2 separate regions of the Mus musculus genome follow, and region 2 is linked to region 1. Evidence: chromatin contacts called from public Hi-C data. All regions are on one chromosome and are shown on one strand. Each heading gives the region's core, a stretch centred on a gene start, on an enhancer-like site or on the middle of the called end of the contact. The rest is flanking DNA. Distances are from core to core; before and after follow the strand shown. Region 1 overlaps Cadm1 (cell adhesion molecule 1). Region 2 has its middle 32 kb from the start of Gm51672.

Region 1 (7,671 bases), core at 2,016-4,515:
AAAGGTGAGGCAGATTTCTGAACGGCGAGCTAAAGAGTATTCATCCTTGGTACTGGTTTTTCTTCGAGTATAATTGTTGATTTCCCCCCGCGTACAAAACAAAAAGTATCTGACACAACATTAAGCTATTCATGAATATTCTGTATACACACTCTTGTTTAGTTGACTAATGGCAAATTAACGCTCTCTATTTTAGCTTAAACACATAGTATAGGTATGTTTGATTAGCATTGAATTCCAAAAGCTGATTACTATGCATGCTTTGATTATGTAATTACATAATAGAGTATAATGGCTCCTTTGGAGTCATTATGATCTATATGGCAAATATGTTTCAGTTTTGCTATAGTTTAAATACATGCTGAGATGACAGCTCATAACAAGGTTCCACTTTTCAGTCTTTATCAGCTAAATGGGCATTTCCTCGTTCATCCCAACATCTCCTTGACACCAATTAAGGCCTATTGTGGCAAGCTGCATACACTTCTGAGAAATCCCCTTTGTTTTCTTGGCATTCGAAAATGGATATTAATTTTAAAAGCTGTATTAAGCAAAAGGCCTGGTTTATGTTTATTTTGCTTTTGTTTTTGTTTTCTTTAAGGCTGAAATTTCATCTTTCTCCCACCCACCCTCTGAAAGCTGTGCCGGGAGTCACATCTACTTCATTAATCACAGCTCAGACAACCATACGGGGGTTAAAGATGGAATTTCACCTTTGACTCCACAATGCAAGGGAAGGAAGCACAGGAGAGAATACAGATGCTCATGCAGGTGGCTTGCCACAGTGGATGCAGCTCAGGTCTCCGTGAGCATCAGCCACACCAAGGGACACAAAGGCCCGATTCTGTAAATCTCGCCTCTCCTGTCTCCCTTGTATTTTGAAGTCCCTTGGGGTGGAGAGAGCTATGAAACAGCACAGCAAGATGTCTCCTTCACAGCCCTAGCACCCGGGGTTTCCACAGATCTAAGGCCAACACATCTTCCAGAGTGAAGAGATTTTTGATAATTCTACCCTGACCTTACAGACTGCAAAGTAGTCTGGTTTTAAAATAGGAGAAAAGTTACTGTAAGGAATTATGTAAAGTTTTTCTTGGCCCCATGAAACTCTTTAATCTCAGCTACAAGAAGAGCTATTTCTGCTTTTCCCTCCCAGGGGACTGATCCTTATACCATGCCAAACTAAAGGTGACCAGAGTCTCAACTTTAAAAATGAACACACACTTCGCTATTTTTACCGTTTCCTTTATTGGTTTTCAGCATGGAGGCTGAAGAACTGGGATCAAGTACAGTACAAGCTGAATTTACATGGATGGGCATCTCTTTTGTGCAAAGACACATGAAAACTCTTTTCAAGGAAGTGAGTGACAAAGGAAGTAGTGACAGAGCATGCGTGTCTGTGCTGTTTCAATTCCAACCATCACATTAGCTTTCTTCCCTTTGAAAGACTCCAGGTTCAATAACTTCCTAATCAAGGCCTTCACCACTAAAAAGGCCAAGCCAATTATGACGCTTAAGGTCTAAGCTCGTCTGATCTCCCAAAAGGAGGAGGTGTGAGCCACCACACGGAATGTATCTATGGAGTGGTGCCAGTCGTGAAAACCAAAGGTCTGAATTAGCTTTTCAATTAAAATGCAAGAATCAAAGAAACTGACAGCAACAAACGAAATGAGAATATAAAAATAAACCAGAAAGATTACTAGTGATTGCTGAATCCTGCTGCTGTTCACGCTGGATGGGAAGGAGCACAGATTCCCTCCACTCCTGCTCCTGCTGGACAGCTTGCATGGCTCCATCCTTCAGCAACAAGATAACGTATTTTGTTGTTGTTGTTGTTTGGAGCGAATACTACCTAACCCTGAAGAAAAACTGCCCCCACTGGGTAGGCTTTATGGAAAATTTTAAAAAGAGATGGGGAAAAACAGAACCCTCAAATGGAATTTTATTTGCTTGGGAGATGGCATTGAAGTTACCTTGTGAAAGAGTCCCTTTTAAGCCTGTTAAATCTGCTTAGAGGCTCTTGGGAGAAGGAGGGAGGCTCTTAAAAATATTAATTAAAAAATAACCACAGCCATCCAACTTGGACTTTGGGGAAGAACAATCTGAAGACAGAGGCTTTTTATAAAACTAATTGTGTTGGCAGAGCAAATGCTTTCCCCTCAATGGGCTCGATTCTGCGATGCGCGTTTATGGCGAAAGAAGAAAGGACAGTGTTAGATGGAGCTGCCTCAGTCCAACTCAAGGCTGGCTGCTATGCCAGCATTTCGAAATGCATTATGCTTCTCCCAGACAAAGTGGAGCTGTGCTGAAGGCCAACTGTTGATCGTCTGTGTCAGCCACTTTGCTAATGAACTGATAATAAGATATATGCCGTTCCCTGGGACTCTTAAGTGACGGTTCTGCAGAGTGACAGGGGGCCGAGCAAGCCCTGCTGTCCAAAAGCACGGATGCACAAGGGGGTTGGGGGGAGGGGAATCACACAAAAGGGATGAGTGGTGTATCAAGCAGCTGAGAGTGGATGGAGTGCATCCTATGGGGTTGTGACTTGGGCCCCCAGATTAGCTAAAGTCTGAGATGACAGGAAATGGCTGCTTCAATTGAGGTAACAGAACTAGCTCCACTTCTGAAGCTACAGCTATCCACAAGGGAGACAAAGGGTTTGTAAGACTGAGATCCAAATCACTTGTTACCACACTTGACAGTCACCCCAAAGCACAAACATTAGGTTTTGTTGTTACTATACAGAATTTTCTCTTACCCAGAACTCTGTGGCCAACTATTTAGTATATGCACAACAACAGCCAGGACTGGGCTACACAGATTCTATGTTAAAACTTCCTAACTAAATCAAAAGCACAGACTTTAGGAGCATGGACATGGCTCCCGCTGCAGTCAGTGGTACTGAAATATGCCTTTCCAGTCCCCCTAAGCAGTAGGCACAGCAGAGATAGACACCGTTCAGCACTTGCTCCTACCAGTTACGCCTCAACAAAATTCTCTAAATTGAATTTCTGTAGAACTCCAGCCTCCAGTCTCAATGGAGATAGCCCATGCATATGCCCTGCTTTCCAACCCCCGACTCAGTATCACTTTCCCTTTGATAAAAGGTACCATGATTGAACTTTTGTCGCTTTTCGCTTCAACTCACTAAAAGCTGAGTTTTCTTTTCCTCTTTATGTTTGCCTCTAGGGGGTTAAAAGATTAACAATTAGTGTAAGATATTTAAAACCACAAGGTTATTGCAAGGAACTGTCATTCTACAAATATACAGAAGAAAAGGGAAGTAGCAGCTATTCTTTATGTCTAGAGGCAAAAATGCCAAATGATTTTCTAAAGTGCTTGTTACTATTAATTTTTTAGCATCAGGACAACTCCCACTATTATCTAGAGGGGCCATAATTCAAGTCCTCTGCATGAAAACCAAAGCTAATTTATTTTTAAGGTTCTTCTTTTTCAACGTACTAGGTATGATGTATTTAAAATTCTCTGTGATCTCATTTAAACCCCACTATACTCCCATGTGGTTTGCTGTCTTCTGACTGTACCCCACATAACCACAAGGAAACTAAGAAGTGTTTGGACCTGATCTAGTCTGTTTAACCCTTGATCTGCTGGTACTAACCATTCCAGTGTATCAGGGAAGTAGCTAAAAGGACATTGCATTTTATGATGCTAGAAGAATGGCGGGAACTAATGGAACACTCTGCAACATCTCATTTATGACTCAGGAATAAAACCAAACAACATGCCCAGCACAGACAGGAATGTGGAGCCATGCTGTCCATCCATTGGCAATCCAGGCTCCAATATGCGATACTGATAAAACCAGTGCCACAGCCAGAGGCCACTAATCAGGTCTTTAGTATTTAAGGAGGAGACAGCCATTCTGCAGACTGATCCAGGCTCAGCGGCTCAGCCCCAGCTTCAGGCATTTACAGTACCTGCTTCAAGGGCATTCATTAGTATCGACAGCCTATGTGACCAAAATATCACTGTAATAGCAGTCTCTCCTCGTATCTCTTCTGGTCATTTTTTCCCCTGCCAACAAGAGCTACTGAAAACCTTCCAAATTTAAAGCTTAGAGAAGTCAGGACAAGCAAGTATGGCTATCAGTTGGAGCACATCAGATCTGGACTCCAAGTGAATGTCAGCTTCAAATGACATAACTCCAGACACAGGAAACGGGGAGACGCAAGGCGAGAGATGTTTCGTATTCTTATTCTAGAGCATGTACTGTGGTTTGCTCGAGACACAGCTGTAAATCCACGATAATCACCATGCATAGAATGCTCACCACTCAGCTTACACCTCCTACCAGGAACCCAAGCAGCTTTGGACTATTACACGAAACAACAATTTCTTAGCTGGAAAATTGGCCCTTATTGGTGAGTTATTCACTATATCATCTGCCAGTCAGCAAGCAGGTGGTGGGTGGCTTAGGATTTAAACCTCTGGGTGCTTGAGCGGCCGTTCTCAGCTAAGTCTGAAGGAAACACGCTGGACCAGGGAGCTGTGCTCAGCCAGAGTTTGATGATAGGATCTCGTAAGGAGAGAGGCAGCAGCGCAAGGAGCTTTCCTTCCAGATTCCATGCTCACACTTGCTGATTGCCCGGTGCCAAGCCCATGTCAGGCAGAGATGCACAGTAACGATCCAAATTGGTGCCATTATACAAATAACTTGATTAGTATCATCCAAGTGTGGGCTGCTGATTAATCATCACTGAAATTAGAGATAAGTGATAAGGGCATTCATTACTCATGACTTGTTTTTCAGGAGTAAGGGGGCAGCAGAGGAGAAAGGAGAAGAGCATTAGACTTGGAAAACAGGAGTCTTTGCTATGGTTCAACGCTTCCTGGTGATGCAAATCTATAATTCTGAATTTTCTTACATATTTAAATTGGGAAAAGGGTATCTCTCTAACAGGGTTATAAGGAGACTTGAGTGAAGAAATGTTCTCTCTCTTTCTCTCTCTCTCTCTCTCTCTCTCTCTGCTGTAGAAAAGACAACTCTGAAAATTCTACATAAAGGATTATATTATCCTTCAAATCTCTCTACAATCATACAGTCATCATCACCAAGACCTTTTTAACATCTTCAAAATCTGTTGGATTTTTTTAAGCTTAGAATTTTAGATGTTATTCACCTCTCTTAATTTCTATTCTTGTTATCATGTTAGAACACTCTGACGAAAGCAACTTAAAGGAGGAAGAGCCCATTGTGCCTCACGGTCCAAGGCACAATCCATCACAGCAAGAAAGTCAAGGCACTGGGGCTTGAAGCAGCCCATCATGTTGCGTCTAGTCAGGAATCAGAGACGGATGAGCACAAGTCAGAGGCTGTGTTTTTAATTTATACAGTTCAGGATCTCCTACCCAGGAAACAGTCCTGCCTATAGTTAACATCAATGACCATAACCAAGGAAATCCCCCATAGATATTCCCGGAAATGATTCCAGGTCCTGTCAACCATCACCTCATGCTATTATAAAATTAACGGAAAAGAAGAGAGAAAAAGTAAACATGTTTGTTGAGAAACATTTAGGTTAAACCACCTACTCACGGCTGTGTATAGGAAAAACGCAAGGCACACAGCAGATGTGGGCAGAGGGCCTACACTGGAATTAGACACAATGTACAGCTTTCAAAAAGGGTTTACTCTACGGGCTCTCTCCATCATAGTAAGTCCCGAGAACAACGTCCATCTTCCCAGGAGAGAAGGGGTAGACAGCATCAAGCTGGCAACACCACACAGCATCTTCCTTGGCAAACTTCACAGTCAACATCTCAGATACCTGGCAGACTAATCAGGCATGATGTACAAGCCTTAGAGAGGGCATTTCTTTCTAAATGCCAAAACTAAGGCTAAATGGAAAGAAACAAACAAAAAAAAAAGTCTCAACACTTGCAAACTGGCCACTCCCTTTGTCCTAGTTTTCAACACAGGAAGGGCCCATGAAATATTGACATAAGCAGGGATGGCTGACCCCTGTCTAGCTCACCTTAGCCTGATAGGCTCCTCTACGTCCCCTGTTCTTCGCCCACTGTAGGCCGCCACTCCTCACACATAATTTCCTCCTTTCTTACTAAGTGCAAGAGCTTGGGATAAAGCTACCAAGCATTGAGACCTGTCCTGCTCACTAATGAGTTCCTGGGTGTGCCTGCGATGTCTGAGGTCTCTAGAAATGCAACCTTCACTAAGTGCTGCTCTCCTGTAGCATGCATGTGGGGGTGTAATCACCCCCCTTCCATATGACACTGGAGGAAAGAAAAGATCATAGACAAAGTTTAATAATAATATATGATTTAGCTTGACAGTTATACCCTGACACCAGTAGATATTCTTAGGTAAAAATACACCGGTCGAATGAAGTAGCAAATCAATACATAATTGATGTCTGACAATAGTTGGTGATTATTGGCATTAAATTCTTATTTTAATCACTGGATCAACCCATGTCCCCCACCACCAATCTATTCATAAAAGCAGAAAAGCGGACCTGGAGGAACCCCACACCGATCCTACAGGTTTGAGTGCAACTACGCGACTTTGTTTTGTATGGTTGTAAGGTTACTGCTGTAGGTGTTTGTGCAGGGCATGTTCGTGGAGTGTGCATGCCGTCTAGAGGTCAAACCTGAGTGTTATTCCTTGGGTTTTGAGACTGCCATTCACTAGTGTGAGTTCACTAAGTTGGCTAGGCGCCCTAGCCAGTCAGCACCAGAAAGCTGCATGTCTCAGCCTCCGTCGTGCTGGGAGTACAAAAATATTGACACCAAGAGCAGCTTTTTATATCGGTTCTGTGGATTGACCTGTGCTTCTTGACTTGCTGCATGCATTGATTATGTGCATGCACATACGGCTCGTTCTTCATTATGCATGCACACTGTCCCACTTGTTACAGGGTGCTGTCCCGAATTTGTCTTCCAAGGGGTCAATCCTATCTCTGCCCTTATCAGCTTGACCTTGGGCCAATGGCTTCAGTCTCGAAGTCTCACAATTCCCCACAAGCAGACAGGACATGAAAATGTCTCCTTTACCAGGTTATGTTGAGAATCAGTGGATTTGAGCCAAATCAATGGATTGATAGAGCAGCGAACTTAATGTGAGTTGTACAGACCCAAAATTACTTACTGTTATTTTAATTATGTTAAGCTCTTTATTCCTGTGTATCTTCAAATAAAAACTTTAATTATTTACCTGTGTTGTTACTTTAAGTATTTTTACTGTCATCTTATTTTTCTTTGAATCCCTAAAATCCAGCACAGTGTCACCATATATGGCAGGTGCTCAGGAATTGGCCAACGCTGAGGTAGGTTATTGACTGAGAGTCTTAGGATTTCACATGGTCTGGACACTCTCAATTTTAGAAATTAGTCCATGTAGTGTTCAAACATTTTCAAATATATTTAAGTGCCACATAGGTTTTGAATTAAAACTTTGAAAAGGATTCCTATATAAGTTTTGTTTTTGAAATGATTTACAATAGAATATTCTAAAATAAAAATAAATCAAGGATGTTTACAAGGTTAGAAAGCAAGCAGGTCTTTTTGGTGTATTTATTCAGCACAGCAATGCTTCAAGGAAGACAGACTGACTGACGTTTCCCACCCCCCCACCCCCCAAAGTGATCAGAGAGCTGCAGGCCCAGCTCGCATGAGTGGAGAGGGAATGTTTGA
Region 2 (7,671 bases), core at 1,851-4,350, 480 kb before region 1:
TGGAGTGAAACCCGGTCTCCAAAATATAGAGATGAGTTTGTTGAGAAGAATTCCAGGATCAATTGTAAGAGCATAACCTATCTTGAGCTGGTGACTGGCACGGTGTGTGGAAGATATGGTTATCTCTGTATATTCCACTCAGTGTTGTTGATTTATTGCATGTCCTCACGTTGGAAGACATGGGTGAGGTAGAAGCTGGGTTGAGAGGGCAGAGAATACAAAGGGAAACATTGCTGAATTTAGCCACATCTTAGGGTATGTTCTTAAGCAATACTTTTCTAAGGTAGGTGCTGTTAGGCAGAGCTGTGGGGATGTAGACTTGCTTAGGAACACTGTTGACAGACTGTGTTGAGTGGAACAGGACACGCCCATGGGCTGCAGACTCATGCCTAGTGCCTCTGGTCACTTCTACTCTAAGTATTCCAGGTTCACTAATCCAGGGTCCCTCTTTCCTCGGTAGCTAGATTACCATACGAATGGTGAGGCTAGGCTGGGCCCTCTCTCTGCTACCTGCGTGACTGTGGACAATATCTGGCCTCAGTGCTTTGGATTCAAGCTACGCAAAGTGAGTTTAGTAAAACGATGTACCCTACGCATGGCCTGTGGTGAGACTGAAATACAGTTGTGAGGGAATCAGAATGTTTGTTCTGATTCCGAGCAAACAGTGCTGCACACAGGTGTGATGAGACAGCCCCAGGCTCTGCTCCTACCTGGCTTACAGTTCAGGGAAGGAGAGCCATCTCAAGCAGGCATGTGGCCAGTTAACTGGTTCTATTTTCAGAGTGTGTTTCAGAGAACAGTATACATATTTTATGTGTGTAGCTAGCTAGGACTTCATGCTGGATACCTTAGGATTATTCCCAGAGCAGAAACATTTAAATCAGATCTCTAGAGATGACTGTAAGTGAGGGAAGCCAAGACCCAGTAGACAGAGGGAGTCTGTAACAGTGACCCCCCCCCCCAAAGAAAGAATCTTGTGAGGAAGATCTCAATAGTTCGGCTGGCGCTAAGAACAAGGAAGGAAGTCAGACATGGACAAGATCATCCAGGGTCTTGGTAGCACTCACAGAGGAACCTTCAATAATTTCCAAGCATGGTGGGAAGCCGCTGAAGGCTTTTGAGCAGAGGAATGACATGATTTCATTCATTTAAAAGAGCACAGTTGCTGGGTGTGGTGACACACACCTTTAATTTCAGCACTCTACCGGTGAAGACAGGAGGATCTCTGTGAGTTCTAGGCCCGCTAGTGCTGTTATAGTAAGACTGTCTAAACAACAACAAAAAACAAATAAGCGGTCAAACAAACAACAAGCAAAAAAAATCCTATCCTGTTTGCCAGTTGGAAAATGGGTTTGAGAAAAACAGAAGGGCCAGGAAGGACCTTACTTGTAAACCAGGTGAAGACAGGGCAGAGGAGGACCGCTCTGGGAGACTTAGGAAGGAGTTGAAATGGCTGGGATGGACTTATTATCGAGAGAGAAGGAGAAACCAGGCAGATTCCCAGAAGTCTGCTGTGTACAGAAGGAAGAGGGGGTGGTTTCCAGGACAATTACTAGGTATGGGACTGCAGAGACACTCAGTGGTATTGTGCTTGTTGGCTTTCATCCCGACAACCCATGTTTAAGAAAAATGCTGATGGGATGGTGTGTGCTTGTAATTCCAGCACTGGAGAGGTAGAGACAGAAGAGAATTAAGGCTTGCTAGTCAGTCAGCCTAGCTGAGCCAGTAAATTCCAGATCCAAGTCTCAAAAAACCAAAACGGAAACACAACCAACCTACCTACGAAGACAACAACAAAACCCATAAGCCACCAAAACACAAACAAGCCCAAAATAAGATCCTTAGGAATGGCACCTAGTACTGAGTCAACATATCTACCTACACACATATGAGATGCGCACTTGTAGCATGAGAATGAACACACACACATACACCACACACACACACACACACACCACACACACACACACACACACACACACACCACACCACACATACCACGCACACATACACATGCACACACCACACCACACATCCATACCACGCACACATATACATCCATATACTACCCCCACACATGTCCAAACATACCACATGTCCACAACACACACACACACACACTACTGCAAAGAACAAGGGACAGGCTCTCCCAAACTACTTTCTGTAAACACTTCTTACAAAATAGGATTTCTGCATTTCTCCTTTGAAATATCTAGGTAACTCTCCTGGTTCTTCACTTTATTTTGCACAATGCTCTGAGCATCGGGACAGAAGAAGTCCTTTTCTTTGGCAAGGATCACCCTGTGGCATTAGAGTTCTTCTCTGACCCAAGGACTCATCTAGAAAACAAGTTTATGGCTGTTCTGCCCATGACTGAGCCAGTCAGACTCTGTCAGTAGCTTCTTCCCACCCTCTCTGTAGCCATCTTCCTGTCTTGTACTTAAGTGGAAAAGAAAAGATTTTGATATTAATTAAGTTACATGGCAATTTCCTCCCCCTAATTACAGCGGAACCTGTCCACCGGACACTTTGAAGTACCACTCTTTAGATATAAGAAACTTCTCATCCTGCGCCAGGGCTCAGTTGTGCTCCTTCATATTGTTCGCTTCAATCAGAATAAAACTCTTTCGAATAATGAAGGGAAGAGCATTTAACTTGGTCCAGTCCAATCAGCTAGGAGTGGGGTGTGGAAAGCCTGCTGGACCAGTCCTGAGCAGAGTGGGAGCTCTCAGGTATGGATGAAAAAGTATGGAAGGAAAGGTGGTCTAGTGAGTTGGAACCTGTGATAAACTAGGGTCCTTGGGGTCACCACTGTGCTGGGATATTGTGTAGGAGGACTGGGGGGTGGGCAGGGCGCAGCACCCCGCACCTATAAGGATGGGCTCGCCTCCAGGGGCCAGCTTTTTGCTGTGAGCCGATATCCTTTGTGGAAAGTGGACCATGGATGGTTTGCCCTTCATTCTTCTTCTAACTTCCCAGGGATGGTGCCAGGGCTTTATGCAGGGTTCAGACGCTACCCAGGGAGTCACAGAGCTGGGGCAGTTGCAAGAATCTAAATATGCATCAAGGGTGGCAGAGGGAAGGGCTAAGTCGGGCGTGTGGAGGCCCCGCCTCCCACCTGAGCAGCCGTGCTCTGCTGGAGACACTCTTGGCTTTTCTAACCAAGCCCATGCCGGCTCTTTGATTTATTCCTTTCCTCCCTCCAACAATTCCTCTTTCTACCACCTCTAAATGCCCTCAAGGTGGGAAAAGAAAGAAAAAGGATCTCTTCCCCTCCTGCCCCAAACCAATTTCTGACAAAAACACTCTGGAGAGAAAGCAGAGGCCACTGGTTTTTATCTGCGAATCTTATGGCAAGTGTTCTCCCTGTAGGTATCCACAGCCAGTGAAACACAACCTGTAACAGCCCCCGTGTGCCACCTCCTCCCCAGCACGGCGCCACCTGGCCAGAGTGTCAGACACTTTAATTGGATTATTGCTGCTTTCCCACCTGTCCCGATGCTAAGGTTGGGAGAAACTGCTTCTCTCAGCTTCTCTCCGGGGAGCGCTGGAGGGAGGTGGGGGGAGGGAGGGGAATGAGACCGCCTGCCCTTCCCTTCCACTGTCTCTTAGCAGCTCAAGATCTACAGTCTCAGGCAAGAGAGGCAGGGCAGGCACACAGGTTCCAGTGAGGCTTCTTGGTTGATGGAAGCCCTGACGTGGAGAGTGCTATCCATCTTTGGAGAAATAGGAGACAAAACTGAGGACAGGAAGGGTGGGGTGTTATAGAAGAGGTTGTAGAAAGGTAGTTGGGAGAAACCCTGGAGGTTCAATTCAGTAACATCAACCCAACTCCATAATGGTCCTGTGAAGACTTCCTGAACATCTGACAGTAGGCTGGAAGGCAGGCAGGCAACTGGGAAGGGGAAGGGGGAGGGGAGGGGGAGGAGGAAGGGGGAAGAGGAGGGGGAGGGGGAAGGGGAGGGGGAAGAAGGGGAACTGGAATACAGTCCTTGGAGGTAGTCACATCCTGTGAATGAAAGAGAAGAAGCAAGCTGGTGCTCCAGGACAGCCATTCTCAGCCAGTGAAGTCTTGACCCCTTTGGGGTGGGGCTGGGGGCTGATGATGGTGTTGTCAAATGACTCTTTCACGGGGGTTACATATCAGATATTTACATTATGATTTATAGCAGCAACACAATTACAGTTATGAATTAACACCAAAAATAATTTTATAGTTGGGGTCACAACAACAGAAAGCAGCCTAATCCTGACTAAGGTGTCCCGATAAATCCTGATAAGGTGACCCGATAAAAGCCACAGAGATGATTCGTTTTCCCTGGCTTACATAGCATTGGAGCGGGAAGAGCAATGAAGAGTGTTCTAGGTAGAGGGGTAAGGGATGAGAGGTGCAGATGACAGGTGGAGCCCAGAGCCCCTGCCTGTTTGGGGCACAGGGTCTGGGAAGGGACTGCTGAGCCATAAGGGAGAGCTGGGGGTGGGGTGGGGATGGTGTGTGGTAATAGCTGCATTGGCTTGTTTCCCTGGCTGAGTGTGGATTTTTCTCTCGTGTCATGGGGAGCCAAGGAAAACATATGAGGTGTGCGTTGATGGGTTTAGAACTATATTTTAGAGGAACAATTCTGTTCCCTTTTGACATATACTTCCCAATCCTTTATTCCTGCCACAAGGCTTAGGATCCTGTTTAGTCACACTCTGGTTGGTAGCTTGGGAGGCATCTTGAGCTTCAGTGCTAGCTTTCCCCGCCCACTCCCGCTGAACCTGCCCTTTGCTTGTTTGTAGCTGCTCAGAATAATTTCTGCAAACCTCTCGGAAGGCAAAGCACAGGGCACAGAATTTTAATTCCCCAGGAATTAAATGGGTCAAGGATCATCTTTGTCCCTGGCTGTTTTGTCCGAGACTAGGGGGTTTGTTATAACCTGATCAAATATACCCACAGCGGGATGCTGGAGACCGCTGGAAAAGGGTGGGGGACGTTAGAGAGATGTGAGGTTAATCTGGGACGGTTTTCTGACATGGTGGCCTTGTGGTCATGATTTCATGGATGGCGGTAGAATGATTCAGCAGGAGAGGGGGAGGCAGGCAGACCAGGAAGAAGAACCAAGACTCATCAAGGCAGAAGTCATCGAGTCCAGCAAGGGAGAGGGACATAGAGGGCTGGGAAGGAGGGATAGGCAGGCAGGTTCTAGCAGAATGAGACGGTGAGAGGCTCATCAACGGGGTTATGAATTCCAGCAATGGAGGGTTGGAGTGTGGTGTCTAAATAGGAGGTTCTCCCACCATCTTCCCCCGTCGTCTTCCTTGGGGTACAGTCACACAGTTTGGAAATGAGACCCCCACACACTATTCAGTAAATTCTGAAGTAGTTGCGGCACACTCTGAACTTGACAGAGGCAGGAAAGGTGATCCAACAAGGAAAGTGACTCTGCCAGACTAATAGAGGTCTCAAAGTGCACAACTGTCCCACAACCAAGACCAGTGTGGGAATCTGCCCTCTTTAGGCTTTGGCAACAAAACTGCGGTGACCCATTGCAAGAGTTAAGACTGAGTTTTAGATGTGTTGTGAGTACCTGAAATGCCCTTGCACTCTGATGAGGCGAATTTTACTTGGACGAACCCCTAGGTAGGAAGGTCAGCGTAATCACACGGGGCTTTACCATTAACAAAAGAGAGTCAGCCATGTAACGACATGATGTTCAACGCACAGAGATTCCGGAACCACATAGGATAAGGAAGTCTCCAGGGTAGACTACCACTGCATTTGTTTATGTACTTATTTAGAGTGGGCTGTGAGTGCACATCAGCATCATGGTGCAGGCTGGAGGTCAGAGGGCAATTTGCAATGAGTCAGTTCTTAGGGATGGGACTCAGGTCTTCAGGCTTTGCGGCAAGTGCCTTTTACTCACTGAGCCACCTCACCTCTATCCAAGGTAGATACTTTCATCCTCATTTTACAGATGGTAAAACTCAAAGAGGTTAGCTCATCTTTCCCAAACCCCTGAACCTCCAAATTGTAGAGGAAAGACAACCCTTTTTCTTCTGGGGCTAAATTGGACACATCAGCTGCCACAGATGCAGCCCACGTAATGCTCGTTCCTCACCATCTGAACAAAATAGGGTTCATGACTGCTAGGCTCCAACACCTGATTCTTTTTGCAGGGCTTTCTGAGGTTGGGTCTTTAGCACTGATGAAAGCCAGATTCCAGCCGCCAGCCATAGGAGACACCTGCAGGTGTTCTGGCCAATCCAGAGACCTAGAAAGAAAATCCAAGCATTCTTAACCTTTAAAAAGATCTTAGCCTGTGGACAGATAAATTAACTCCAGGGCTCTGGGGAGATTAAACCTTATTTTATGGTTTGCTTGTTAAAAACGCATAACTCCAAATCTCACCAGAGATTGCAATTAAGATAGCACTAGGCTAAAGCTATATGAGAAGTATTATTTACTCTTGGCTCCCTGCAAGGTCCCAAACGACAATGGGCTTTTCCATTTCGTAACCTGCAGTCGATCTGAAGCCACCTGCCTTTGTACCTAAATGCTTCAGGACACAATTCTCTCTCCCAGTGTAGCTGCAGTCACACTATTCTTTGTGGTTACCTAAAGTGACCATAAAAACCAAAGTTAAAACAAAGTTTCCTGGGCGATTATGTTTAAGAGGCACCAAACACATTTTAAATCATCCGCATCTTTTCTGCTCCCACCTGAGGGATTCTTTTCCTGCATTTCCCTCTGAATGCCTATAGTACAGTACTCTCCAAAAGCGCCTCGATTTCTAGCAATGTACAAGGCAGAACCTCGCTATCTTGAACAGACTCTCTTGCTAAAATGTGCCCCAGAGAGGACCATTATGGGTCTTCTGAGCCATCTCTATTAGAGACAGTGTGTGGGACTCACCTTTCTTTTCTGAAATTTTGTGAAAAGTTGGTTAGTTTGTTCAGTCAAAGAGAGTACCACCAGGAGCTAGCAAGATTGCTCAGGAGTTTAAGTAAAGCACTGGCCATGCAAGAGAGGACCCAAGTTTGAATCCCCAGACCACGTACAGCATGTGTCTCTAATCTTGTGCTTCTATCCAGGGATGAGAGGCAGAGATAGGAGAATGCCTGGATGCTCCCCAATCAGCAACCCTAGTGTGTGGTGGCAAAAGGCAAAGGAAGCCTGGGCCAAACAGGGAGGAAGGCAAGAGCTGGCTCACAAGGTTGTCCCAGGCTTGTACATGAGCACCAACACACCTATACCTACAGAAAGGAACATATGCACATGTAAATCACACACACACACACACACACACACACACACGCACCATACATACATACATACATACATACATACATATACACACATCACACACAGATACAAATCATTAGGCTCTATTTAGGTGGCTCTCTCTGAGGTTCCTGTCATGTCCCAAAACAGATGGTTCATGGTTTTCATTCTGCATACATAGAAGAAATGCATGAGGGGTGAGACGCTGTCTCTGGGTGAGTTCACCCTAGGTTCTGCAAGGCAGGAGACATCTTTCCATCTTAACACCCACCTAAGGCTTGAAAATGTTATTCATTTATTTATTTGTGTGTGTGTATATATGCATGCATGTATGTATATATGCATGCATGCATGTATATATATGCATGCATGTATGTGTGTGTGTGTATGTATGTATGTATGTATGT

The links. Hi-C and Micro-C count contacts between places; a contact is called where the count stands out from the background.
Region 2: a contact with region 1 is called in a Hi-C map of rod photoreceptor, with 4 times the contacts expected there. The contact joins two enhancer-like sites. A contact is called at or near these places in 1 of 484 Hi-C or Micro-C datasets (rod photoreceptor) and 1 of 115 datasets of contacts at active chromatin or transcription factors (embryonic basal ganglia).

Annotation. Positions count from the first base shown.
Region 1 is chr9:47,773,310-47,780,980 of GRCm38.p6, reverse strand. All of the region lies in intron 1 of Cadm1 (cell adhesion molecule 1), which reads right to left. Among named protein-coding and RNA genes, the nearest start is that of Gm10677, 41 kb to the left of the region's middle. Within about 2 kb of position 3,265, at least 34 of the 459 cell types and tissues checked have an H3K27ac peak or open chromatin away from gene starts, as enhancers often do. A contact at or near this core is called in rod photoreceptor, where this site is marked.
Region 2 is chr9:48,248,215-48,255,885 of GRCm38.p6, reverse strand. It overlaps a transcript of Nxpe4 not described here. Among named protein-coding and RNA genes, the nearest start is that of Gm51672, 32 kb to the left of the region's middle. Within about 2 kb of position 3,100, at least 16 of the 459 cell types and tissues checked have an H3K27ac peak or open chromatin away from gene starts, as enhancers often do. A contact at or near this core is called in rod photoreceptor, where this site is marked.